Regions from separate parts of the Sus scrofa genome. Here all the other regions are linked to region 3. Evidence: chromatin contacts called from public Hi-C data. All regions are on one chromosome and are shown on one strand. Each heading gives the region's core, a stretch centred on a gene start, on an enhancer-like site or on the middle of the called end of the contact. The rest is flanking DNA. Distances are from core to core; before and after follow the strand shown. Region 1 overlaps LOC110256058 (a long non-coding RNA gene). Region 2 has its middle 90 kb from the start of COPRS. Region 3 has its middle 6.0 kb from the start of MIR193A.

Region 1 (4,480 bases), core at 466-2,965, 190 kb after region 3:
GAGGTATTGGAAATTGGGACGTTAACATAGGAATCTTGGAGAAACCAACTCGGCCCATAACAGAGGGAAAATACAGGGAACTCTGAGATTAAATGCGGGCTAAGAGTCCCAAGATCTTGAGATTTCAACAGGAAAGGCCAAAGCTGAGAGTAGGAGGGAGATGAAAGCAGGTCTCTATTTTTACCAGAGTTGAATTACTCCTAGAGAAGATTGCCTTTTATTTGAGGACAAATCCACTCCGTGTGTCTCATAGCTGTGAAGACAGAAAGCAAACACTCCTGTAGCTATGGAGATGGGGAGACAGCCAGGGCTCGTGGGAACCAAGCAAGTCTGTGAGATGCAGGAAAAGGTTCTCCGGGTAGCAGAGTGGTACCCTGCCAACGAGGAGAGAAAAGTCTCTTGCGCCAGGCACGGATGTGGACTTTCCTGTGCCAGAAAACCATTTTTTAAGCTTAGGATTATGGATGGTCTCATGCAGGCCACACTCGCAGAAGATGAGAAACTGAGACCTGGTCTTCACCGAGAGCTGGAGAAGAGACTGTAAAAATGACCCTGCCCTGGGCAGGACTGTGTTAACGTCCTGCTCGGGATGCTATTTAAGACTGAGGGTCGGGACTGGGACTGGCTCTTTGGGGTTGGAGGTAAAGCCACGCTGGGCTCTCCGGGCAGAAACATACCAAGGAAGGACTGGAGGGGTTCCCCTGCCAGGAGTAGACGTTCCTGCCATCGGTCATCCTGGGAAGAGGTCATCCCGCAACATCAAATCAAGACTAGGGCTGCCTGTGTCCACCTAAAAGGAGAAGACACTCATCTCCTCCGTGACCCTGCAGGTGCACAGGACCAAAGCTGGGCAGAAAATGACGAGGCTCTGTGACATGCCCACCGACCCGTGTCCTGCGCAGGATGGCCAGGGTGGCAAGGGACAACCAGGACAGAACGGCTGAACATAGAATCAGCCCCCCTCCCCGCCCCCAGAGGGTCACCAAAAATACTCAGAGACCAGCAAGATGAAGCTCAAGTGACAGTACCATAGATGTTCGATGAGAAAGTGACCTCTCTCCATAGCTACTGGCCAGACCTCTTATTCATCCTTTTGTCTCCAGAATGATCGTGGCACAGAGAAGGGCCTCAATAATCACAGGAGTTCCCGCTGTGGCTCAGTAGGTTAAGGACCCGATGTAGCCCGGGGAGAGATAAATTGGGATTAACAGATACACACTACTATTTGTAAAACAGATAACCAACAAGCGCCCACTGTGTAGCACGGGGAACTATACCCCATAGCTTGTAATGACCTGTCATGGCAAAGAATCTGAAAAAGAATATATGTATGTATTTATTTATTTATATAACTGAATCACTCTGCTGTACACCTGAAACTAACACAGCATTGCAAATCAACTATACTTCAATTAAAAATAAAGACAGATGTCCCCCGCTGTGACACAGCAGGATCTAGGGGTCTCTGAAGTGCTGCAACACAGATTCAATACCCAGCCCAGCAAGGCGAATGCCATATGCCACGGGGCAGCTAAAAAAAATAAGTCAATAATAACTTATCAACAATAAAATAATAATGACAAAAAAAATAGAGCTGAACTGAGCACAGCAAAAGATTTTAGTTAACAACTTAAAACAAATAAAGCCACTGGGCAGCTGTGACTATGGCAAGTGGCCACCACTGATCTCCATAAATGTTTACTGAATAAGTAACTAAAGGTATCAGGCGGGGACCCTGGACTCCCACACACACAGTCATTGTAACCAGTCACTGTTTTATCATTTCTCAGTTTCCTGAGCATTTTTTAGTGTACTTTGTACTTTCTGCTATCAGAGCTTACCCCACACAGGATGATAGTTGTTTACATAATTATAGCTGATTTGTAGAAGTATTTACAATATACCTGCTGCTTACACATGTTATCTCGATTACTCCTTGCAATAACCTGTGAGACGAGTGTCGGGTGACTGTGGCTCAGAGGGAGTCATTTATACCGGAGGAGGAAGAGGGTATCAGAAGCAGTCAGCAGAAACAGACAATGAAGTCAGTGAATTCAGGGCAAAGATCCAGAAGCACCTGTGCAGAAACAGAGAAAAGAAGGAGAGAGAAATGTCAGCATGTTTAGATTGGGGGGGACCCCAAAAGCAAGGGGCCAGAAGAGTCTGGAACATAGGAGACGTGTAAGCAAATGGTGTCAGGCTAAAGCAGCATATGCCCCAAATCCAGTAGCCCTGGCAACATGCCCCCACTCTATGCTCTGATGTTATATTAAGGAAAGCCATGTACAAAGCAAACAGTCATCCCAGGTCCGGCCACCTAGAGTCCAGCTGGCTCCACCTTTAAGCAAAGTCTGGGAGGAGTTGGAGAGCCGTTTGTGCCCTAAGTTGAGGTCCAGGGAGATAGGATCTGAATCGTGCCCGATAAAGGATTAACTTGAACTACACACTGAAGGGAGGGTGCCGGTCTAGCCCATACCTGTTGCTTCTGCCCCTGAGGTTGATCAAAGTCTGTGTGATTTGTCAGTTGTGTGTGTGCTCATCCCAGTGGCCTCACGTGTTCCTCCCTGGCCTCACTGCCTGGAGGAAACTCCAGGCTGAAAAAGGGTAGAAGTTCATGCCCCCATTTGGGGCTGGGCAGCTGCAGCAGCCCGCTACTTACCCTGCTCTCCTGATCCCCTACTGCCACCCAGCTGGAGTCCGTCCCAAAGTAGGACAGAGTTCAGACAGTTATAATTAAAACTGCAGACTGGAGGAGTTCCCTTTGTGGCTCAGTGGGTTAAGAACCTGACTATTATCTATGAGGATGCAGGTTCAATCCCTAGCCTCACTCAGTGGGTTAAGGATCCGGCATTGCCACCAGCTGCAGTGCAGGCTGCAGTTGCAGCTCAGACCTGGTGTTGCTGTGGCTGTGGCATAGGCTGGCAGCTGCAGCTCAGATTCAACCCCTAGCCTGGGAACTTTCATATGCTGCAGGTATGGCTGTAAAAAGGGGGAAAAAAAAAAAAAAAAGCCCTGAAGATCGGACAGGTCAAACACCTGGCCAAGACTGCCGTCTAGCAAGAGAGGGGGCAGGGATATCAACCTAGCCTGTCTGATTCCAAAGCCCACACTTCCAATCACCAGGAACAGATCCAGATTCCCATAACTAGCTGTAGCACCCAAACAAGTTTGTTTGGCTGAGTCCCCCACAGGTAAAAAGGTAATAAAATGACCTACCTAAGGATGGCTGAGAGGATTGGAAAGGATAGCCCTCAAGTCGTAGCTCAAGGCCAAGCCCCCAATAAAAGAACATCTGTGAGTAAAAGTTATTCCCATTTTCAGATGGAAACTCTCACCCTCATGGTTTAGGGACAAGACACCCCAAGACTAGGGCTACACGGCCACTTGCTGTCAAAGACAGAGCTGGATCCTGGGTTTTTCACCCCAAGTTCCATTCATCTTTCTGGCTCAATTGAGGGTCTGGATGGGAATGTGGGGAGGACTAAATCTAAGGGTTTCTCCATAAGAAAGTCAATTTTATTTCACGAAGGACAAGGCTGTGGGCATCTGCTCGCTCCACGTGAAGAACTATGGCGGACACTGCAGGATGGAGCAAGATGAAAGTGGCGGGTCTCTGTCCTCAAGCGCAGCAGTATGGCCAGGGAATGGGCCTGGGGCCAAGTCTGTAGCAAGGGTATCTTTCCTATCTCCTTCCATCAGGGAAATGGGTTTAGCTAACCTAGTGTTATCACCTGGGGAGCTTGAAAAATGCTGCCACCTGGCCACACCTGAACAGGGTCTGAGTTCAACAGTCAGGCATGCAACTAGGGTATTAGTGAAGGGGGCGGCCAGGTTGAGACCCCCCAAACTAAGCAAAGATGCAGTTCTTGGGTTATTTGGGGTGTGGGAGGAGGAGGCAGCGTGAGTGGGTCTTTTCAGTGTCAGGGAAGTAAACGGGACCAATGAGGAGAATGTCCAGAGCTATGTTCCCTAAGGCCCTAGATGCAACCCCCATGACAGGAGCAAAATAGAGCCCCTGCCCCCAGCGGGCAGCTGCAGGCTTCCCAGGCTAGACCGCTGACACGCGATCGGGATGAACATGCTTCCATGAGCCTGAGACACGGTTTACTGCAAGAGCTGCTCACCAGGCTATGGAAGAAGGAAAGGTGTGACCCTGTGACCGTGGCCGGCGAGCTGCATAGCCGCCAGCAAACAGTCTGTTGTGTTTCCAAACACAGAGTTAGATAAAGAAAATGCGTTATGATTTTATTAGCAACTCTTAAAAGCTCCTGCAGTGGCATGAGTTGCAACAGATCCAACTAGTTTCATATATTTATTTTATGTGTTTAGCACTTAATTCACACTCGCGTGCATTGCAAGAAACTCAGCTGTAACACATTTTACTAGGTTCTGTTCTTCCACATTCATCAGACTTTATTGATTACTTACCACCGGGACTTCTAGAAAGCAGCCGTTTTGTTTCCGATAATCCCGTTTTTTT
Region 2 (4,040 bases), core at 751-3,250, 150 kb after region 3:
CCTGCTGAGCCACAGTGGAAACTCCCAATTTTAAAAAAAAAAGGTCGGGGGGAGAAAATGGGGCAGAAGGACAAGAAAGGCGAGCCCTCGGGTCCTGAGACAGGGAGGAGAATACCTGCTGAACTTCTACAAGATGTGAAGCCCTGGCCGGGTGGGCTCGTCCCGTGTGCTGTTTCACTGAATTCTCAAAATGACCCTTTCGGGTAGGAACTGTTATTAAACTGAGGTTCAGAGAGTGCCTCGTGCAGCGTCACCAAACCAGATAGTGGTGGACAGGGACTCCAACCCAGGTGTGGACTTGCTTTAGAAGGGCCACCCTGTGTGGACTGTGGTGCCAAACTACCAGGGTTTAGATCCTGTTTCCCCACCATTTTTAAGGTGCGTGAACGAGAATAAGCTACTTTTAACTTCCCCGTGCCTCAGTTTTCCTCCTCCAAAAAATGGGGGTAGTTATTACCTCAATGGGCTGTTGTAAGACTTAAACAATATAGATAATATGCTGAGCACAGTACACACAGAAAAGTATGTTTTTATATACACACACACATATATATTACCTATTTTGGTAAGTGTTATGCAAGGTACATAAGACGCTGGCACATGGTAGGGGGCTCCCCAATGGTACTTCCCGTTTCCTCGCTCCTCCAGTTCCCCTCCCATGTGAGACTCTGAGAAAGTGTTAATGGCTATTTGTCCTGGGTTTTTCTCTAAATGTCCGGGTTGGACACAGCCAGCATTGGCAGGAACCTCTGGCCTTTCCTGTGCTTCCCGTCCTGCCCACACCAACGGGGGCTCCTGGAAAGAAGCCCATCAGGCTGAACCCTCCAGGAAGGAGGCGAAAGATGAGTCATTTCAAAAACGTGCTTCTGGCCTGTCTGTGCCAGTTCCATCCCCTCGGTCCTTCGTGTGGATCCCAAAGTCCCAAGGCAGCCAGGAGCACTCCCGGGAGCCCTGGAACAGCCTCAGGCCTTCTCTGGGGGATGGCAGGGTTGGTGGGGTGGGGGGCTAGGAGCACGGAATGATCCTTCCCCTAAATGAGCATTCATTTATCATCTCCAGCTACCCTCCAGGAACAGAAGGAGTGCTTTCTCCATTTTACCAATGAGGACACAAAGGCACAGAGAGGTTGAGACACTTGGCCGGCGTTACCCAGCATGTCCACACAAGAGTCAAATTTAAATCGAGGCCTTTCTTGATCCAAAGCACAGGCGCTTCCTACGGCCCCTTTCGCTCCCTACTGAATGAACCACAGCACCTTCAGCACTGCCACTTATTGGCTCTAGGAACGTGGGTAAGTCCTTGCCCCTTTCCAACCCTCAGTACCCACAGTCCTAAGTGGGAAAGCTACCTTACACAGTTGTTTGTTCATTCAACAGTCACCAGCTGAGCCCAGAGCCATATTTACAGGGACGCGGCTGAAGCTTCAACGGCACAGCCTCCTCTGCACAGGCTCTTTCTAGAATCCTGAGCAGGGTCTAGTCAAATTACACATTTTTCTTGAAGCCCCAGAAAACCTGAACCCACCCCTGCTACCAAGCCATGGATGCTTTATGGAATGGCCATGCAGGGACACCATGCTTGTCAAGTCCCCAGCACAGGGCCTGACCAGTGCTACCTGAGCCAATGGCATTTGGCGTCATCACTCCTCCTTTATTGTCTGTCCCTCCCGCATTAAAAATGTTAGCCCTCCCAGGACAGGGACCTTGGTGGGCTTTGTCCGCTGAGGTAGCCCAAGAGCCCGGAACAGTGCCTGGCACATGCTCAGAGCCCCGAAAATATTCTCTGACCCTTGAGATCGTGTTCAACTTTCCAACCCACAGATGAGAAAACTGTTCCAGAAGGTGCGTCTTTCCCACGATCGGGGCCAAGCCCCGGGGCCTCACAACCCCCGTGAAAGGCTCTCTGTTACTTCTTGCTGCTTCTCCGGTGACTCACACTGGGGCCCGAGAGACATTTTTGGAATAAACATCTAGGGAGCAACGTCGTGAGTAAGAAAAGCAAGGGAAGCGGCAGAGGAGGGAAAGAGCGAGGCTGTCCAACTGGACGACGAGGGTGCAGGACAACCAGCTGATTTCAGAAGCTAGAGAAACAAGTCCCATTTTAATATAAGGATGTCCCAGGCCACGTCTGGGGCATATACTTAGGCTGTACCATCAAGAGTCGCTGTTTATCTGAAACGCAAACTGATCTGAACATCTTGGATTTTATCTGGCAGCTCTGCCTTAGAATTCCAAAGAACTTACTTCAAATTCTTGCTCTGCTCTTTACCAGAGCAAGAATTTGAATGTCTTTGGGTAAAAACCCTGACTCGTCTATGCCTCGATTTCCTTGGCTGCAAACCATGGCTAACACGACAGCCTCCTGGAGTTGCTGTGCAGCTGAGGAAACGCTGTCTCTTACCACGGGCACAGGGTCAACGGCCTCTCAATGTTGGTTTCTCGTCCCCTCCCTTTTTTGTCTTTTTTGGGGCCACATCTACAGCAGGGGGTGTATCAGGGATTGAGTGGGAGCTGCAGCTGCCGGCGTACACCACAGCCACAGCGATACTGGATCTGAGCTGTGCCTGGGCTTAAGCCACAGCTTGGGGCAACGCCGGATCCTTTACCCATTAAGCAAATCCAGGGATCAAACCCACATCCCCACTGACATGGTGTCGGGTTCTTAACCTGCTGAGGCACAACAGGAACTCCTTCATAAACATTTTTTTAATGCCCTCTTTGCCTTTCTTACATGAAACTCAGTGATAAAAAGGACCCATTTACACACAAACTGAAAAGAATGAATGCTCTACTTGCAATTTAAGAGCAACATAAAAGGAATGTAATAAAATAGTATTTCAATCTGTGAGTGCTTGGGTATATGGTAGGGAGATGCTTGCAGAGACTAAGAAGAAATAAGTTTAGATTAAGAAGTGAGAGGATTCAATATTATGTTGAAATATTTGAAATGCTGATATGGGAGTTTCCGCTGGCACAGCAGAAACGAATCTGACTAGTATCCATGAGGACCCAGATTCAATCCCTGGCCCCGCTCAGTGGGTTAAGGATCCGGCGTTGCCGTGAGCTGTGGTGTAGGTTGCAGAAGTGGCTCAGATCCTGCATTGCTGTGGCTGTGGTGTCGGCCGGCAGCTACAGCTCCGATTGGACCCCTACCCTGGGAACCTTCATATGCCGCGGGTGCAGCCCTAAAAAGACAAAAAAGAAACTGCTAATATAGAACTGTTTTTGATCTAAGAAAATGTAGTTTCCTATGATTCTACCTACTATTTGACATTCTAAATATAAGCAACTTACAGAGACAGACGCAAAGATTTTCAAACCAGGAGTTTCCAACGTGGCTGAGCAGAAACGAATCTGACTGGTATCCATGAGGATATGGGTTTGATCCCTGGCCTTGCTCGGTGGGTTAGGGATCCAGCGTTGCCATGAGCTGTGGTGTAGGCCAGCAGCTGCAGCTCCAATTTGACGCCTAGCCTGGAAACTTCCATATGCCAAAGGTGCAGCCCTAAAAGGCCAAAAAAAAAAAAAAGGTTTTCAAACCGAATTCATGGTTACCAAAGGAGAAATGTGGGGCAGGAGGGATAAATTAAGGGGTTGGGATTGACATATACCCACTAGTACTTATAAAATAGATGGGTAACAAGGACCTCCTGTAGAGCACAGCGTAACCTACTCAATACTGGGTAGTAACTCACATGGGAGAAGGAACGCATCCATGTTTAGCTGATTTACTTCGCTATACACCTGAAACTAACACAACTTTCTAGGTCAACTCTATTCCACTAATTTTTACAAAATAGTACGAATACAAGCAGATTCTACTTAACTGCCGTGTGTGTGTATGGTGTATATACGTGTCTATCAGGCCAGGCGTCAAGAGCTACAAACACAGCAGGTACAGATGTGCTGGTGAAATACCAGCGGCATCATCACCCTTCAGGTTGTGATTGGTCCACACGATGGTTCACCCTTGTGAAAAATCACAAACCACACAACGTATAACCTTTTCTTGTTTTGCCCAACAGTCGCCCTTCTGGAAAA
Region 3 (4,208 bases), core at 1,220-3,719:
GATGGGAAATAAAAATCAGAATTTCGTTGGACTTCCTTATACTTTTTTATGGCTTGGTGACGTTTTCATTTTGAATTTCAACACGGGAGCTTGTGATGGATCTTAATCTCTTCGGTGCTTTAGAGCCCTGGGCAGTGGGCAGGGTTTCCAGGGATGCAGAGCAGGTGACTTCTCACCCACTGCAGCACCCCCACCCTCCTCCCTCTGGCACAGTTTGGGGAATTTTGCAATTGCCCCGTAGCCAGACCCCTTGTGTTTGCTGCCCAGGAGGGCTGGGGAAGGAGGTGTTCTATGGAAAGAGCCCTGGCCTGATTTTAACCCCAGCTCTGCCACTGTGGGTCTGAGAGTCCCCTTCTCCACCAAGTGGGGGGCTGGACCAACTGCAGTGCATGCCCCTTGTAGCCTTAGCATCCTTGGAAGAGTCTGAGCCCCGAGGCACAGAAGAGGGCACAGGGCGGGAGGGGTGGGGGAAGGATTCAGGGATATGCAGCTGGGACATTTGAATCAATCCGAGAAGATATTGTGGTTCATTCTCAAGAAACGCTGGATTTCTGCCCTGGGGTGTGGGGTTCAAGGGAAAATGCTGGCTTCCCCTGGGTGACTGAGGCTTAAATTCTGCTCTTGCATTTTCTTTTTTTTCCCGTGTCCACTGTAAGGTACTCCTCCCCTTCTGAAGACACGTCAGTTGCATTGTGGCTTATTTGCCGATGGTATCTGGTTTTCCAGGAGGCTGAAGGCAGGCATTGGAGAAAGGGTGTTCGCTTTGCAGGCTCTCCTGGGGACTTGTTGGGCGACAAGCTTTCCCCATCTGTGATGATCTGTGCCCTCCCTATGGTATGCCACAGGGATCCACGAGAATGCCCGTGTGACACACTGGGCACATGGTGGTGGGGTGAGGCTGTGCGTGGTAGCTGCTCTTAAGTAACAGCGTGGCTCACCCCAGGGCCTGTGGGGCCAGCCAAGTAACCCCAATGAAGCCGGCCCTGAACTTGGCAAGCCTTGCTGCCTCGATTTGTGGGGAGAAAACATGAAAAGAAAAGCAAGTCCTTGCTGTATATGGGGCGGGTTTAGTGTTCCTCTTTCTTTAGGGAAATATGCCTGATACACCCCCTGGAGAGAGGTTGGGGGGGGAGGGTGAAGTCACTGACTTTGGTGGCGGGGAGGGGGGGTGTTCGTTTGATCACCTATTAGTACCAGAGTCAAGATAATGTTCTCTTGGATCCTTTTCTATGGAGCTTGCAGCTGTGAGCTTAAGAACATGGGTGGAAAAAGTTTTTTTACAAATGTGTCTTAAGGAGTTCCCTGGTGGCCTAGGTAAGGATCTAGCATTGTTACTGCTGTGGCGCAGGTTCAATCCCTGGCTCGGAAACTTCTCTCTGCTGCAGACGCTACACCCCCCCCAAAAAAAGTGTCTCTGCTCTTAGAACTAAGAAGACGGTTAAACAGATACTTGGAACCAGGACTTGTATATAAGCAAAATACTGGTCTCCAGTTTGCCTGGCCAGACCACTCGCCCCTAGCTGGTTAGTGTGGAGGGTTTTCCCTTCCCTGGCCTGAGTCTCTGTCCCTCTCCCCCTCCCGCGTCTGGTGATGGCAGACATTTATTGTCGCTCAGGTCTGGGTGCATGCTAACCTTGGCCCAATCGCTGAATGTTAAAAACATCTGGCAAAATAGGGCAGTTGGACAATGGGCCTTTTCTGTAGAGCTGGGGATAGAGACGGGCAGTGTCGGGATCCCTCTTAAGCATTGACGGCGGAAAGGGGCGGGGCCCAGGATCCTGACTCTGTAGGTAAGGGGTGGGGATGGGGGGGGGGACTCCTTAAAATAGAAGTAGGCCTGAGATCCAGCTCCCCCTGTTTCCAGAGCCCGAGTGGGGGAGGGGGCCGCGGCCATCCTTGGCATCCTCCTTTGGTCCTTTGGGTGGCTTTCGTTGTAATTAGACAAGTCGTGACAAATAGCCCATCGCCCTTTGGGCTTGGGAGCTGTGAGGAGTCCTGCCTGGAAACCCAGCGCGGTTCACTTGGGAGCCGTAATTAGGGAAGAGAACAGTTCACGGGCCCTTGATTCAATAAAGACCCTTTTATGATGTTGGTTTTTCCCAGAAAAATCATACCACTTTGCCCCGTTTATTGCATTTAGATGTGTAATCATATTAGGACTAAGCAGCCCCAGGGACCAAAGTTACGTACTTGGGGTTTTCACCAAAGGCTGTTAGCCTGTCTTTAGAGGAAAGCGTTGTCCTCAGAGGGGGAAAAAAAAAAAAAAGGACAACGACAAGGAACATTTTTGAGGATTTTCTCTTTAGGCATTTCAAGGACGCTTTCTTCCTTCAGGGTGAGAAGCGACCCAGGGCAGGAAAAAAAAAAAAAAAAAAAAAAACACCAGAAAGTGAAACTAACTCCTCCGCTTGGTGTCAGACCACAGCCCTGCGTGCCCAGCGTGGTCCCTCCCTTGTCCTTTACGATATCTGGCAGTCAGATGGGTGGCACGTGCCCGGCAGAGGGCTGGAGGCAGCGCCAGGAGGATGCTTGTGTCCTCTCCACCAGGAGTCTGGTGGCCCAGCACGTCCCCACCGCGGTGGCAGGGCTGCAGGCTGGTGTTTGCAGGTGGCAGTCCTCGCCTCCCCCAGGCCCCTCCCTGTTAGGGCCCGCAGCCCTGACTAAATATAGTCCTGAGGTCCAGGCGGTTTTCAGTTTGTTGGAAGGGTTCGCCTGGCCCCGCCCACGGTGCCTGGCCCCGCCCACAGCGCCTGGCCGCCACCTTCCCGGGGGCATTTGGCATCCGGAGGGCACTCTCACCTGCCGGGCCCCTGCCCCCTCCCCTCTTACCTCCTTACCCCAGATCGCGGGTCAGGCGGGCTAAGAGTGTTTCCCAATCGCGGAGTCAAATCCCTCCTAGAAATCTACCCAGTGCCAGGGTTAGGTAGAGAGCACCAGTGGTGCCCAGAACCTCTTTCCCAATTCGTGGTTTAGAAATCTCCGGCCGAGAGGAAATTTCTGGGAGTCATTCATGGGATTAAGAAATGGAGAGGGCGGGACATTTCAGAATGCCAAAACCACGTGGCGTTGAAAAGGGGGAAAATCCGCTTAATACCAGGACATCTAATGGGAGTTACTGCTGAAATAACTGAAGATAACATCCTTTAATGGAGAAGAACTGGTTTGTCTGTTGATGGATAATGCATATGAAAATATTCTTTTTGTGGGAGTTCTCTTTGTGGCTCAGCAGTTAATGAACCCGTCTAGGATCCAAGAGGATGCAGTTCGATCCCTGGCCTGGCTCAGTGGGTTAAGGATAGGGTGTTGCTGTGAGCTGTGGTGTAGGCTGGCAGCTATCGCTCCGATTCAACCCCTAGCCTGGGAACTGCTGTATGCTGTGGGAGTAGCCCTAAAAAGCATTAAAAAAAATGTATTTTTGTGTCCCTGCTTTCAAGATTTGAGGTGTGTATGTCCCACCCCAATCTTATACTTTAGACTTTCTAGGTATTTTATACTTTTTGGAAAAAGTGCTATTACATTATATATAGATATTATATAATATAAAATTGGGGATTTTTGCCTCTTTTTTTTTTTTTTAAATCTCTGAAGGAGTATAATTAGAACATCTGAAACCAGATTATCTGTTCGTACATTTTTCTAATTAGCTGTTAGGAATTTGTGGTGAGATAAATAATTTTAGATTTCCAGTGAAACTTTGGCCACGGGGAGGTCCCCAGGAAGTATTCCAGGGGAAAAAGATCACGGGAGTTCAGTTGGGGCTGCCACCTGCTCACCGGCTCCCCGCCGCCCACCCCAGGACACCTAATGGGCCTGCCCATTAGGCAGCAACAGTGACCAGAAAGGTTTTCTTTTCCTTGTTGTGAGTGAATGGAGTTGGAAAAATTACGCATTTATGTTGGCTCATTTCTGTTCCTGACAGTGGAGCTGGCAGATGAAGATTGGGTTTAAATGCTACTCTAGTAGATTGTTTTCAGCATTAATGGTGGTAGCTGTTCTTTGGAGGAAAAAGTCCTGTTGCTCTGCGTTCATTCAGTTGTATTTTCTGTGTGCCTTGTGCGGGCTTTCTGTGCCAGGCAGCCTAGGGCGGCGGGGGGCAGGGGGCAGACTGCAGGGATGGGGACCCTCCACCAAGACCGAGGAGTGACCGAGCGTTTGCACTTTGTAACCGTTTGTGGTGCAAGCCCACACCCCTTACCCAAAATTCTGAA

What was found. Hi-C and Micro-C count contacts between places; a contact is called where the count stands out from the background.
Region 1: a contact with region 3 is called in a Hi-C map of liver, with 4 times the contacts expected there. The contact joins two enhancer-like sites. A contact is called at or near these places in 1 of 5 promoter capture datasets (liver), 4 of 47 Hi-C or Micro-C datasets (embryonic fibroblasts and liver) and 1 of 2 datasets of contacts at active chromatin or transcription factors (alveolar macrophages).
Region 2: a Hi-C map of omental adipose tissue shows a contact between it and region 3, with 2.1 times the contacts expected there. The contact joins two enhancer-like sites. A contact is called at or near these places in 1 of 47 Hi-C or Micro-C datasets (omental adipose tissue) and 2 of 2 datasets of contacts at active chromatin or transcription factors (alveolar macrophages and skeletal muscle).

What each region holds. Positions count from the first base shown.
Region 1 is chr12:43,136,431-43,140,910 of Sscrofa11.1, reverse strand. LOC110256058 (a long non-coding RNA gene) reads right to left here. Exons shown (of 3, transcript XR_002337266.1): 1 at 4,429-4,480; 2 at 1,029-2,077; 3 at 1-790. Among named protein-coding and RNA genes, the nearest start is that of COPRS, 47 kb to the right of the region's middle. Within about 2 kb of position 1,715, at least 4 of the 83 cell types and tissues checked have an H3K27ac peak or open chromatin away from gene starts, as enhancers often do. A contact at or near this core is called in liver, where this site is marked.
Region 2 is chr12:43,179,286-43,183,325 of Sscrofa11.1, reverse strand. No RefSeq gene overlaps it. Among named protein-coding and RNA genes, the nearest start is that of COPRS, 90 kb to the right of the region's middle. Within about 2 kb of position 2,000, at least 17 of the 83 cell types and tissues checked have an H3K27ac peak or open chromatin away from gene starts, as enhancers often do. A contact at or near this core is called in omental adipose tissue and skeletal muscle, where this site is marked.
Region 3 is chr12:43,328,987-43,333,194 of Sscrofa11.1, reverse strand. No RefSeq gene overlaps it. Among named protein-coding and RNA genes, the nearest start is that of MIR193A, 6.0 kb to the left of the region's middle. Within about 2 kb of position 2,469, at least 44 of the 83 cell types and tissues checked have an H3K27ac peak or open chromatin away from gene starts, as enhancers often do. A contact at or near this core is called in liver, omental adipose tissue and skeletal muscle, where this site is marked.